3 separate regions of the Mus musculus genome follow, and all the other regions are linked to region 3. A link is a contact called in public promoter capture Hi-C data. All regions are on one chromosome and are shown on one strand. The core of a region is the stretch at or near the end of the contact, and the rest is flanking DNA. Distances in the headings are between cores, read along the strand shown. Region 1 holds the start of Fbxw10 (F-box and WD-40 domain protein 10). Region 2 holds the start of Mmgt2 (membrane magnesium transporter 2). Region 3 holds the start of Pmp22 (peripheral myelin protein 22).

What was found. Promoter capture Hi-C pulls out the DNA fragments that hold promoters and counts their contacts. Capture Hi-C pulls out chosen DNA fragments and counts their contacts.
Region 1: a promoter capture Hi-C map of embryonic stem cells shows a contact between it and region 3. The contact joins the promoter of Fbxw10 here to the promoter of Pmp22 in region 3. A contact is called at or near these places in 8 of 39 promoter capture datasets (the 3T3-L1 cell line, the C10 cell line, the HPC-7 cell line and 4 more), 1 of 15 datasets of contacts at CTCF or cohesin (the NIH/3T3 cell line), 3 of 484 Hi-C or Micro-C datasets (the Ba/F3 cell line, the N1E-115 cell line and nephron progenitors), 6 of 115 datasets of contacts at active chromatin or transcription factors (bone marrow-derived macrophages, embryonic midbrain, forebrain and 3 more) and 4 of 9 other capture datasets (adipose tissue, embryonic stem cells, liver and 1 more).
Region 2: a contact with region 3 is called in a promoter capture Hi-C map of adipose tissue. The contact joins the promoter of Mmgt2 here to the promoter of Pmp22 in region 3. A contact is called at or near these places in 1 of 484 Hi-C or Micro-C datasets (embryonic stem cells), 1 of 115 datasets of contacts at active chromatin or transcription factors (bone marrow-derived macrophages) and 1 of 9 other capture datasets (adipose tissue).

Annotation. Positions count from the first base shown.
Region 1 is chr11:62,844,896-62,848,459 of GRCm38.p6, forward strand. It overlaps Fbxw10 (F-box and WD-40 domain protein 10), which reads left to right and starts at 2,228. Exons shown (of 13, transcript NM_001033669.2): 1 at 2,228-2,900. The coding sequence starts at 2,387.
Region 2 is chr11:62,646,757-62,650,403 of GRCm38.p6, forward strand. Mmgt2 (membrane magnesium transporter 2) reads left to right here and starts at 1,908. Exons shown (of 2, transcript NM_175002.2): 1 at 1,908-2,100. It overlaps Lrrc75a (leucine rich repeat containing 75A), which reads right to left and starts at 1,767. Exons shown (of 4, transcript NM_198861.1): 1 at 1,389-1,767. The coding sequence starts at 1,634.
Region 3 is chr11:63,129,838-63,133,193 of GRCm38.p6, forward strand. Pmp22 (peripheral myelin protein 22) reads left to right here and starts at 1,620. Exons shown (of 5, transcript NM_008885.3): 1 at 1,620-1,817; 2 at 3,288-3,356. The coding sequence starts at 3,330.

The DNA.
Region 1 (3,564 bases), core at 978-3,477, 280 kb before region 3:
CCAAAGCAACGATGAGACTTCCAGTAGAGTTTGAACCATTATTAATAGCATCACAAGAAAGGCGAGCTTGCGATCCCAGCAGCTGGGATGCAGAGGCAGAAGGACATGTGTTTGAGGCTAGTTTGGCTTACATAGCCAGACCCTGACTTCAAAATAGTAACTTTATAAAAAGGAAGCTAGTACCGTCCTATAAAACGGTAATATTTGGAAAGAGAGGTATCACTCACATGCTCCATCACATATTACGGTGCATTGTTCTAGTTCAGGCTTGGTTGTTGCTGTACTGGTTAGTTTTATGTCAAGCTGGAGTCATATGGGAAAAGGGAGCTTCAACTCAGAAAATGCTCCCAATAGACTGGCCTGGACTGGGAGATTTTTCTTGATTGATGATTGATGTGGGAGGGCCAGTCTCACCATGGGTGGGGCTACCTCTGGGCAGGTGGTCCTGGGTTCTATAAGAAAGCAAGATGAGCCAGGCCTTGGTGGTGCACAGCACTTGGGAGGCAGAGGCAGGCAGATCTCTGAGTTCAAGGCCAGCCTGGTTTGCAAAGAGAGTTCACATTGTCTCAAAAATCAGAACAAAACACAACAAAAAGAAAAGAGAAGAAAGAAAAAGAGAGAGGGAGTGAGAGAGAGAGAAAGTAAGCAGGCTGAGCAAGTCACAAGGAACAAGCTGTTGCGGTAATTTCTAACCCCGATAAGCCTGTATAAAAGACATATAACCCAGTTATATTGATAAGCTATATGCCTAGATTGGGCAGATCTATCACTATACTAACTTATTCTCTAGTTATGAGACCCCTTGCTGCTTGCAGCTTCTCCGGGCCATGTGCTTCTGCTCCATATTGGCTTCCACCTCCTCCTCCTCTGTCTTCTCTCCTCCTCCTTCCTCTGAAACCTCCTGTCCCACCTTTCCCTTGCACTGCCCAATCATAGGCTCTAGCCTTTATTTGACCAGTTAGAATGGGGAAAAGGTCCAGTGAGATCAACAGAGTCCTTGTCAGGGGCAGGGTGGGGACAACAACTCTCGAGGAAGCAGGATTAACATCAAAATACAAACATCACCAGGGCAATCCACACCAGCAGGCTAGTAAGCAATGCTCCTCCATGGCTTCCACACCAGTTCCTGCCTCCAGGTTCCTGCCCCAACTTCCTTTAATGCTAAGCTGAGATGTGGAAGTGTGAGCATCACAAGACCTCTCCTTCCCTAGTTGCTTCGGGTCGTGGTGTTTAGCACAACAATAGAAACAGGAGCTAAGACAGTTATTGCTGAATTTTTTCTTACTTAGCCTTATTTATTAAAGGAATACACATTATCTAGGGGTTGATATTACCTTGTAGCTTTTGCCATCCTCTGGGGTCTTAGAACACATCTTCGATGAATAAATGGAGAATCTAGCAGTGGTGACAGTGACAACAGAGAGACAGTGTGTAGTGAGGGCTTACACTGCCCTAACTTACACTGTGCTATGATACGCAGTCTTTTTGGCGTTGTGTGCACAGTGTCTCAGTTCCCACCCATCCTAAGTACTGTGTGTACAGCGTCTCACTTCATCCTCTGTGAAGCAGAAAGCATCCCCATCTCCACTTTCAGACAAGGAAACTGAAGAACATTAAACAACCTGCTGGTGTTCGTAGAGCAATGGGCAGCTGGGCTGGGGCCCAGACTCAGAAGCCATACCCCAGACTTCACAGTCTTCATTACAAAGCTATGGTGAGACCTTCTGCTACATGGGTAGGCAGCTGACTGTGTCTACACAACAAGTCAACTCCCAACATATCCTCAGGACAACTGAAAATTCTGCACCAGAGAGTGGTTCCCTGTGGATTCACAGCTAGCCCTGAATAATTAAATAATTTACATTATTGTTAAGACAGGTGCTTTTACTGTGGCGATAACCAGAGACTGAATATAATATGCAGGGCACTGGAATAGACTCTAACAGCCACAAATGTAAGAAGATTACACCTAAGCTGTATTTATGAATATTTAAAAGTCCTTAATAACAGCAACTGAAAGATGCTAACATTTTTTTTAAATGGGCCATGTTATGTTTTACATTTGGTTAAAAGAATAGCTGCTATAGAAATAAGATGACCAGCTCTTCCAGAATATACAGCAACTGTCTCTACTTTTGTGGTGCCAGGGTTAGGAGATTTACGGTAAAGCCATGTTTCTAAGGAAGTCAGTACAAAAAGCCAGACTTCTACAGGCAGTTTCTGGGTCAGATCAGTTTACCATCCATCGCAGTGCCTTACGGTTTCTCCAGATGTTCATCCCGAAGAGGCTCCAAAAAGGCTATTTCTCTGCTTACCCTGTCCCTCTGGTGTTTGGTGGGGTTGCTAACGGGCAAGGTTTAAATGAACTGAATGTCATCTCAGAGTCATGGAAAACAGGGAACCAAAACTCAAGCAGGCCCCCTATTTTCGTTGTGAAAAGGGACCCAACTGGGTCCCCGTGTGCCAGAAGTGTGAAGCCTGTGTCTTAGCATGGAAGATCTTTGCCACCAAAGAGTGGTTCCGGAGGGTCAACGACATATCCCAGAGGAGATTTCTAGTCAGCATCTTGGGGCAGTTAAATAGCCTGTATTTGTTACAGTATTTCCAGAATATCCTAGAGACCACCCAGGGGAAGGACTTCATCTACAACAGGTCTCGGATCAAACTCAGTAGGAAGGGGGGGAAGGAGGAGGAGGTTGTAAAGTCCTCCTTGAACCAGATGTTGGATAAAACGGTGGAACGGAAGATGAAGGAGATCCTCTACTGGTTTGGCAACAGCACCCACCGAACTAAGGCAAATTATACTCTCTTGCTGCTGCAGATGTGCGACTCAAATTTACTGCTCACTGCTGCCAATGTGATCAGAGTCCTGTTCATGAAAGAGTGGAACAGTATTTCAGGTGAGAGCAGAGGGCCCCAGAGACCAGACACAGGCTTGGAAGGGGGCATAGGTGCAGACAGACAGGCTTGGAAAGGCAGAGGCTGCCCAGAGGGCTGGTATGGGACTGTGAACCTTATCCTGACATCCTATCACTTACCAAAGGAGGAGCTGCTGAGTGGTACTTCATTCTAGAAAACTGTCCACTGAGAAAAGCAGAAGGAAGGACAGAGCTTTCACCCCGGCACTGAACAGTATCCTGCCTGCCTTGGGCCCAGATCACTGCAAACGGGTGTCACTTCTTCCTTGCACTAGGGTAGGAGGGATGTGACAGGGAAGCTGTGTTTTGTTTCTTAACTGCCATGGGCAGAAACCAGGCCAAACAACAAAACTTACAGCTTTAAAAAAGTCTTATCTTACCATGCCGCTTGCTTAAGCATGAAACCAAATCTTAGTAAGATACTTTAAGAGGCCAAATGTGGCTAAAAGTCCAAAATTGCCCAGGGTACTAGTTTATAAGCAATAGTTTGCACCTGAGTCTCCAAACAGATTAGATTAACAAAAAAAAAAAAAAACCAGACTGTGGTCCTCTGCCAAAGCCTGGCCTAGCAGCTGGTCTGAGACCATGTCAAGCTGTCTGTTTCTGGCTATATAGACAGACATTGCTGGACCCAGCGGGGAACCTT
Region 2 (3,647 bases), core at 658-3,157, 480 kb before region 3:
CTGCCTATTGCACAGACAGCTAATGACGGTCTGGAAAATCCATTTTTGCATGTGAAAGTGACAGAATTACCATGGAGGCCATACAAGGTTGGCTTTTGATTTTCAAAAGACAGAGAAATACACACCACTAAAGTTACATGGTGTAAAATGCTATCTTTCTTTGATGATTCAACCCAGAGAAGGTATCTGAGGGTACAGCAGCCTCTAGAGAATCACTGTGGCTGTTGTCAGGAAAACTAGAGGCAAAGGTGGAAGGCTTACACCTCCCCAAGTCCTCAAGTCTCTACTTCTCTTTCTTTTGCAGTGCACACACCTTAGGAACAAACTCCAGAGAAACATTATAGGGTGTGAGGGAAGCCATGGTTCAGAATCCAGGGAGATGTGGATCCAATTAGATCCTGGAAGCTCCTCCCAGGAAGTTGTCCCTACAGCTTCTTCTATCAGTAATGGGAAAACCTCACAAAGGTCAGCTGAGGTTTCCCCTCCCCCATTTTCAGCACACTGTTTATCTACAGGGGTCCTCCAAGAATATAAGGTCTGCACAAAAATATAACGTCTGTGCGAGTCCGTGACACAAAGCCAGACCAAACCGATCTGATCACTGTTCCACCGAGCACCTATGCACCCTCCTGCCTCTGCCACTCAGCAAGACCCTATAGTACAGGCTACCACTTTCCCCGGAAGAAAATGAGAAAGGAAAACAAAAAAACGAGAGGTGGGTGAGGCACCAGCCCTTCAATAGAGGGGACTATTGAAGGGGACTATTGGTCAGATGTGTAGTATGCCCCTTAGTCAGTGAATCAGGACCAGGCTGAGAGAGTACAGTACAGTTCCTGCTGGCCAAGAAACCAAGCCTAGCTTCATTCTGACCAAGACTTCTGCCGGGGTCTCACTGCAAGGACCAGCCAAAGTTAGGGGAGATGAAACCACAAGACACAATATTGGTTGCAAACGATCTAGGGGCTGAAATCTTACTGGTCCTAGGGACATACCTCAGAAGCTGGCTTAAACAGATAACTGCGCATTCCCTGGGGACCCTTGCAAGAGGGTGATAGGTTGTGAGCAGAGAGGAAGAAAACTCTGGCCCAGACCAGGCATTCCTCTCTGTATCCTCTCTCATCAACTATCCCTGGGGACTTGTGGAGGAGAGGAGCAGGGACAATGGTCCAACAGGTCCCCTTTACCTACCTGGACAGGTCAGCCTTCCTCACCCTAGCCTGAGGCCCCAAATTCAGCAGGAAACACAGAGGCACCTGCTGACACACCGCTCCATCCCCGCGAAACGGGGACCCTGGGCGGTGCCTCCCGGCGCTCTCCTGTCACCCCCCTCGTAGGGGCGGGGCGCTCCGGGAGCCGCCGCGCCCCCCATGCCCCCTCCCCGCGCTCACCTGGCGCAGGTGCTGCAGCAGCGTCCCCGCCTCCTCCCGCCGGCCCTGGCGCACCATCCGCAGCAGCTCCTGGACCATGCCGACGCGCCGGTGATAGGGGGGTAGCCCACTGCCCGCGCGCCCCGCCTTGTCCCCGGCGCGCAGCAGCAGCGACGCCCAGAAGTCGGGTCGTTCGCGGCGGGGGCCGGGCGCCGCGCCGGGGCTGGCTCTCTCCGCCAGGCTGCCCTTGGTCTGCCGAGTGCCCATGCCGCCGCCCGCCTGGGGCTGCGCGCGCCGGGCTAAGGCCGCGTCCCCCGCCGGCTTCGCGCCTCCCCGGCCGCAACTTTGGGGGAACTGTTGCGCGCGGGAGGCGCGGGCGCGGGGCGGGGGCGGGGGCGGCTGCGGCCCGCACTCCCCTCGCTCCTCCCTCCTCGCTGCCCCGGCGCGCTCTCCCGGCGCTCGCCGCCAGCCCGTCCCGGCGCTCGCCGCCAGCCCGTCGGCCCCGCCCCGCCCCGCCGGCCGCCCCGCCCCCGCGCCGCCGCGTGTCTCCCTCCCTCTCCGGCGCCCGCTCCTTCCCGCCGCGCGGCTCTGGGCTAGGGGTGCCCGGCGCCCCCGCCCTGCTTTGTCCCTGGTGCAGCGCCCCCTGCCGGACACTGTGCTGCGCCTCTTGGGGCCCGCGGCTTCCTGGCAAAGGTCAGTGAGTTCCCCGATGCTTTCCTGACTGCGCGCCTAGGTGAGGCCCAGGGATTACGGTGGTGGGAGGAGGTCGGGGCGCCGAGCGAGGGAGAGAAACTTCGGAACTTGGAGGTCCTGTTCGCCGCAGAGTCTAGATTCTCAAGAGTGGGCTCTGCAGAGAATCAGTATCTCAGATTGTCCGAGGTGCTGGTTTAAAGCGTAGTATCTCAGGCCTGGCTCAATGCCCACTGAGCAAGCCTCTTCTCCGGGCCTGGAAATGTGCATTTAGCTAGCATCTTGGGTGGTTCCGATGCTCGTTTCTTGGAGCCCCAGTGGCTTTCAGGTAGGTGATGGTAGTTGGTGCACGGACACAGATCTGGATACTCTAGTTTTGTGAACTCTGCATTCTTTTCTCCCTCCGACACTGCTGAGAGGAGACCTTTAAGTCTTCCTGCTACTACTTCAAAGCGGAAATGTGGCTTCTGGTTAGACATTCCTTGTTGCCTTCTTCTCGGGTTTCTTCTACCAACCCCCTGGGAACCCATGGTGCTTGGATAAGGTATTTTGGAGGCCCATGTGCCCTGTTCTTAGCTGTAGGAGGGGCAGCAGTTTTATTTGTATTTATTTATTTATTTTTTCTTTCTTAAGGTCGCTAGTATTGCTCTAGGCCAGAGGGCTGGAGTCCACCACCTGCTGCTGATACGTATCAGAAAAGCCTTGGGCTTCCAGATCCCTGGCTCCTTCTGGAAGGTTAGGATAGTAACACAGTAACATTTATGTCAAGAGTTGGAAGGTGAAGACTGTGTGTGTGTATTTCTGTGTCTGTTTACCCTGGTGCTTTTTTGTTTAACAAAGTTTCTCCCTGGCGTGGAACTCCCCAAGCAGGCTAGTTTGCCTGGCCAATGAACTCCACAAATCCACCTATTTTCCACCTTACTAATTTAGGATTGTTAGGTGAGTACGACCACACGACTTTTTCTTTTCTTTTTTAAAGATTTATTTATTATATGTAAGTACACTGTAGCTGTCTTCAGACACACCAAAAGAGGGCATCAGATCTCATTACGGATGGTTGTGAGCCACCATGTGGTTGCCGGGATTTGAACTCAGGACCTTCAGAAGAGCAGTCAATGCTCCTCCCCACTGAGCCAGCTCACCAGTCCTTTTTTTTTTTTTTTTTTTAAGGTAGATCACATTATGTATCCCTGGCTAATCTGGAACCTTTTACATAGACTAGGCTGGCCTCGAGTTTACAGATTTACCTGACTCTGACTCCTGAGTGCTGGGGTTATAGGGGCGTGTGACAATTTTTCTTTAAAAATTAAAAAAAATTATAAATTAAAATCTTTAAATTAATTTAGAGCTTAATTCTTTTTAAAAATGAGTCATGGATACCAAACTCAGTCCTGCTTGCAAGGCAAGCATTTTTACCCACTGAGCTGTCTCTTAGACCGGTGAATACTTTTTGGAAAAAAAAAATGTAATGACACTTGTTATTCATTCAGGACCATCCTCAGTAGGGTTTGGCACTAGGGGAGAGAGACCCAGCTTGGTTTTGAGTTTATAGCGAAGCAGCTGGGGTGGGTGTTGATGGATGGGAAATGA
Region 3 (3,356 bases), core at 370-2,869:
TAGAAATGACCCAGGAAACTGAAGATTTACTTCCATTGCCGCAGTCACTCCCCAGCCGCATGCCTTCTCGTGCAGCCGTATAACTCTGGGCATTCTCTAATCTGTTTTAGTACCGAGGTGGACAGGCCAGCCCCTTGAAGGGCTGTGATTGTTAAGTGTAGTGTGCTCAGAATAGGGGCGTGTTAGAGGACTGGACCTGTGTTTTGTTCCAGACACAGAGCTAATGGCTCTGAGCCTGTCATTAGGATCACCACGCCCTTCGGTGTAGGCAGCGGCCGTTCTTCCCAGAGGAAAACATTGAATGCTCAATGAATGCTCACGACAGGAGCACTAGTTGATTAGGTGTGGACCGAGTGCAGAGCTCTGGCTTCAACCTCTGCCATGCATCTCCTCTCAGCCTCCTGTGTGCCAAGCACAGGTACGACACCTGGCATTGGCAGGGAACTGAATAAAAATGTCACACATACTCTTTATTTTTAATCCGATGAGAAATTTTAAAAGATCATTGTCTGAAGAATGCTTCAAGTTTATTTTTTTATGTAATGAGCAAGCATATACAATTAGCTCAAGTAGCGGCTACTGTCAAAAAACAAAATAATATGGAACTATCTGAGTCTCCCAGGGCTTTATGACTCACTGCTCTTAACAGGTAGGGAGGGTGTGGATATGCAGGTAGAGACTTTAACACACGGGCTCCTTGCTCAGTCAGCCAATACAGGTGACCTGATGGTTAGTTGGGCACATCTCCAAGAAGAGCTGGCTAGCCTCTCCCTTCTTAACTCTGGGCGGCCACACTCAAGTGCCTATGAATCAGCTAGTTTCTCTGGCTGCTCTTCCTGCACCTCAGATGGCCACTTCTCTCACCCCTACCCCCATGGCCAGGACTCCAGCCAAGGCTGGGAGCCAGGCCAGCTTGCCTCAGGCAAACTTCGCCTGGAGCTTATATGCAGTTGTAAAATCTGGTTTTGCCAAGCTTAGGAGGAGCCGGATCCTAGAGCCCCACCCCTCTGTCCGTCTGTCCGTCCATCCGTCCGTCAAGCTTGGATTTTCCTCCCCTCCCTTCTCTCTTGGATTGGGGTCCCAGCCTAGCCCTCTAGATATGTACCCCGAATCCCAGTAAACCAGCATACTTTCTAGGTACAAACAGGGATAGCGAGGATGGGTGTTTTAAAGACTAGCCCAGTTAAGACCCCAGCGCAGGTCAGGTGCGCCAAGACCTGAGGTCCTGGCTGCTAGTAGGAGAGGTGATCCAGCTACACAGTCCCCGAATGGGCACAGTTCACTTCAGTGTTCCCGAGAACCCAGCACTGCGCACTTGGGGAGTGAGGCAGGGAGGTGGGTACGAAATCTAGCAATCTTTATCCATGTGCGCTGAGGGGACAGGGGCGAAGGTGCAATGTATTGGTCAACAGGGCCCGAGTACCACAGATCTAGGGAAGGTGAGAGACGAGAAGCCCAGGGTCCTCCAGCTTTAAGTAAAAGTCGAGGTTTTGCAGAGATCTGGTTTTTCCGGGGGTGTCTTTAAGTCCAAGTAACTGTCTGGCAGTCGGCGCCCCGCCCGCCCGCCTGCCCCCTCTCCTCAGGGAGGCCCGCCCTCCCGCACACGCTGACCCTGGGACACACCCTTCTGCAGCGACGCAAATAGGGCGTAGTTCCCGTTAAAGGGGAACACCGGGAGCCTCCCACTGCCCCCTTGCTTTGCGCGCGCGCTGACCCGCAGCACAGCTGTCTTTGGGGACGCCAGCAACCCAGTGGACGCACCGGAGTTTGTGCCTGAGGCTAATCTGCTCTGAGATAGCTGTCCCTTTGAACTGAAAGTAAGTTGGTAGGGAAAGTGAAGAAGGTGGTGGTGGTGGGGGGCATAAAGCTGGGCATCATCTGGAAATGCTATGCCTAAAGCGGGGACGGGGCTCTGACCCTCCATAGGGCCGCCTTGTGACAAGAACGTGGAGACCCCTTCCTACATCCTAGCCTACCGGAGGGACACACCTAGGACTGCCTCTGCATCGTCCAGACCAGGGTGGTGGCGGTGTCTGGATAGAGGGTTGCTGGGGCGGCCTTGTGATTCTTTCCAGAGGATGTACTGTTAAAATACACGAGTCTCTGGTCCTTCGGGTTCTAGCCGCAGGCCCTATGGTGTTCTTGGTCTCTGCTACTTGAAGCCATCCAATGAAATTTGAATTTTCTGGAAATCATGGGGAAAATCTTGCTTATATCTTCAGTGCATTCCTGGCTTTTTGTCTTTGATGTGTTCCTTGGGAGGAAAATGGACGTGTCTGGGATAGAATACTTGTCAAAACTAATTTAGAAGTCTCCTTGGTCTAAGGTTCTATCCTTAACTGGTTCACTCAGCTGCAGCCAGATTTTCACGGCTGTACACATTCACTATCAGGTCACCCAAGTTTTAGCTCCCTAAAGTCTGAAGTGGAGGGGGAGGTAGGGTAGGAGATAGTATCTTCGGACCTTGGAAACACGTCTTGCCTGCTCTGACTTGCGAGAATTCTCAGACTCAATCAGCCTCTTTACGCACTGTCTCCTTCCCTCCAGTCAGCAGCAACCAAGGGATAGGGCCCCTGGCGCATCTATTCGGGATGGGGCTTTGGACAGGGGTCCGCAAGTGCGGCGGGCTCAGCCTAGCTCTCCTTGGGGCCGTCCAGGGGGTGCCTGTGGAGCTGGCGGGGCTGAAGGCTCTTCACCCCCCGGGGCGCAGGGAAGGCGCGGAACCCTGCGCGCGGGAAGCTCCGGAGCCGGGCAATCCTCCAGCCCGCCTGCTCTCCCGCTCCCCCAGCCGCCAGCATCTAGGCCGAGCCGGGGGCGGGGCGGCTGCTCTCCGCTGGCAAAAACGGGTGGAAACTTGGAGGCAAGTAACGGAACGCGGGGCGCGCTGGGGTCTGGGAAACCAGCCTCGGGTGGCGGGCGACCCCAGGCCTCTGGCTGTGAGCCTGGCGCCGCCCGCTGAGCCTCCAGTCTCGGGGGGAATCCACCCTGTGACTGGGTCAGGGACGTGGCCTCGGTAGCCTCCCAAGTCCCAAGGGCCCTGAAAGGCGCCCAGGCTGGGCGGAGGCTTGCTGTGGCCTCGGCTCATCGTTCAGGAAACTCCTCTCCTCCGCGCGCCTCCCGGGGTGATCGGGACGTGCGCACCACTTGCTTGTTTTGTTCCAAAGGCAAAAGATGTTCGATTGCGGGCGGGCACTGGGCGGGGATAGGGATGGCGGCGGCCGCCCCCTCCCGGCCAGCTGGGCCCCCGGGCCAGGGCCAGCGGCCTCACACCCGCCTTCCTCTCTCAGCAGGCACCGCTCCTCTGATCCCGAGCCCAACTCCCAGCCACCATGCTCCTACTCTTGTTGGGGATCCTG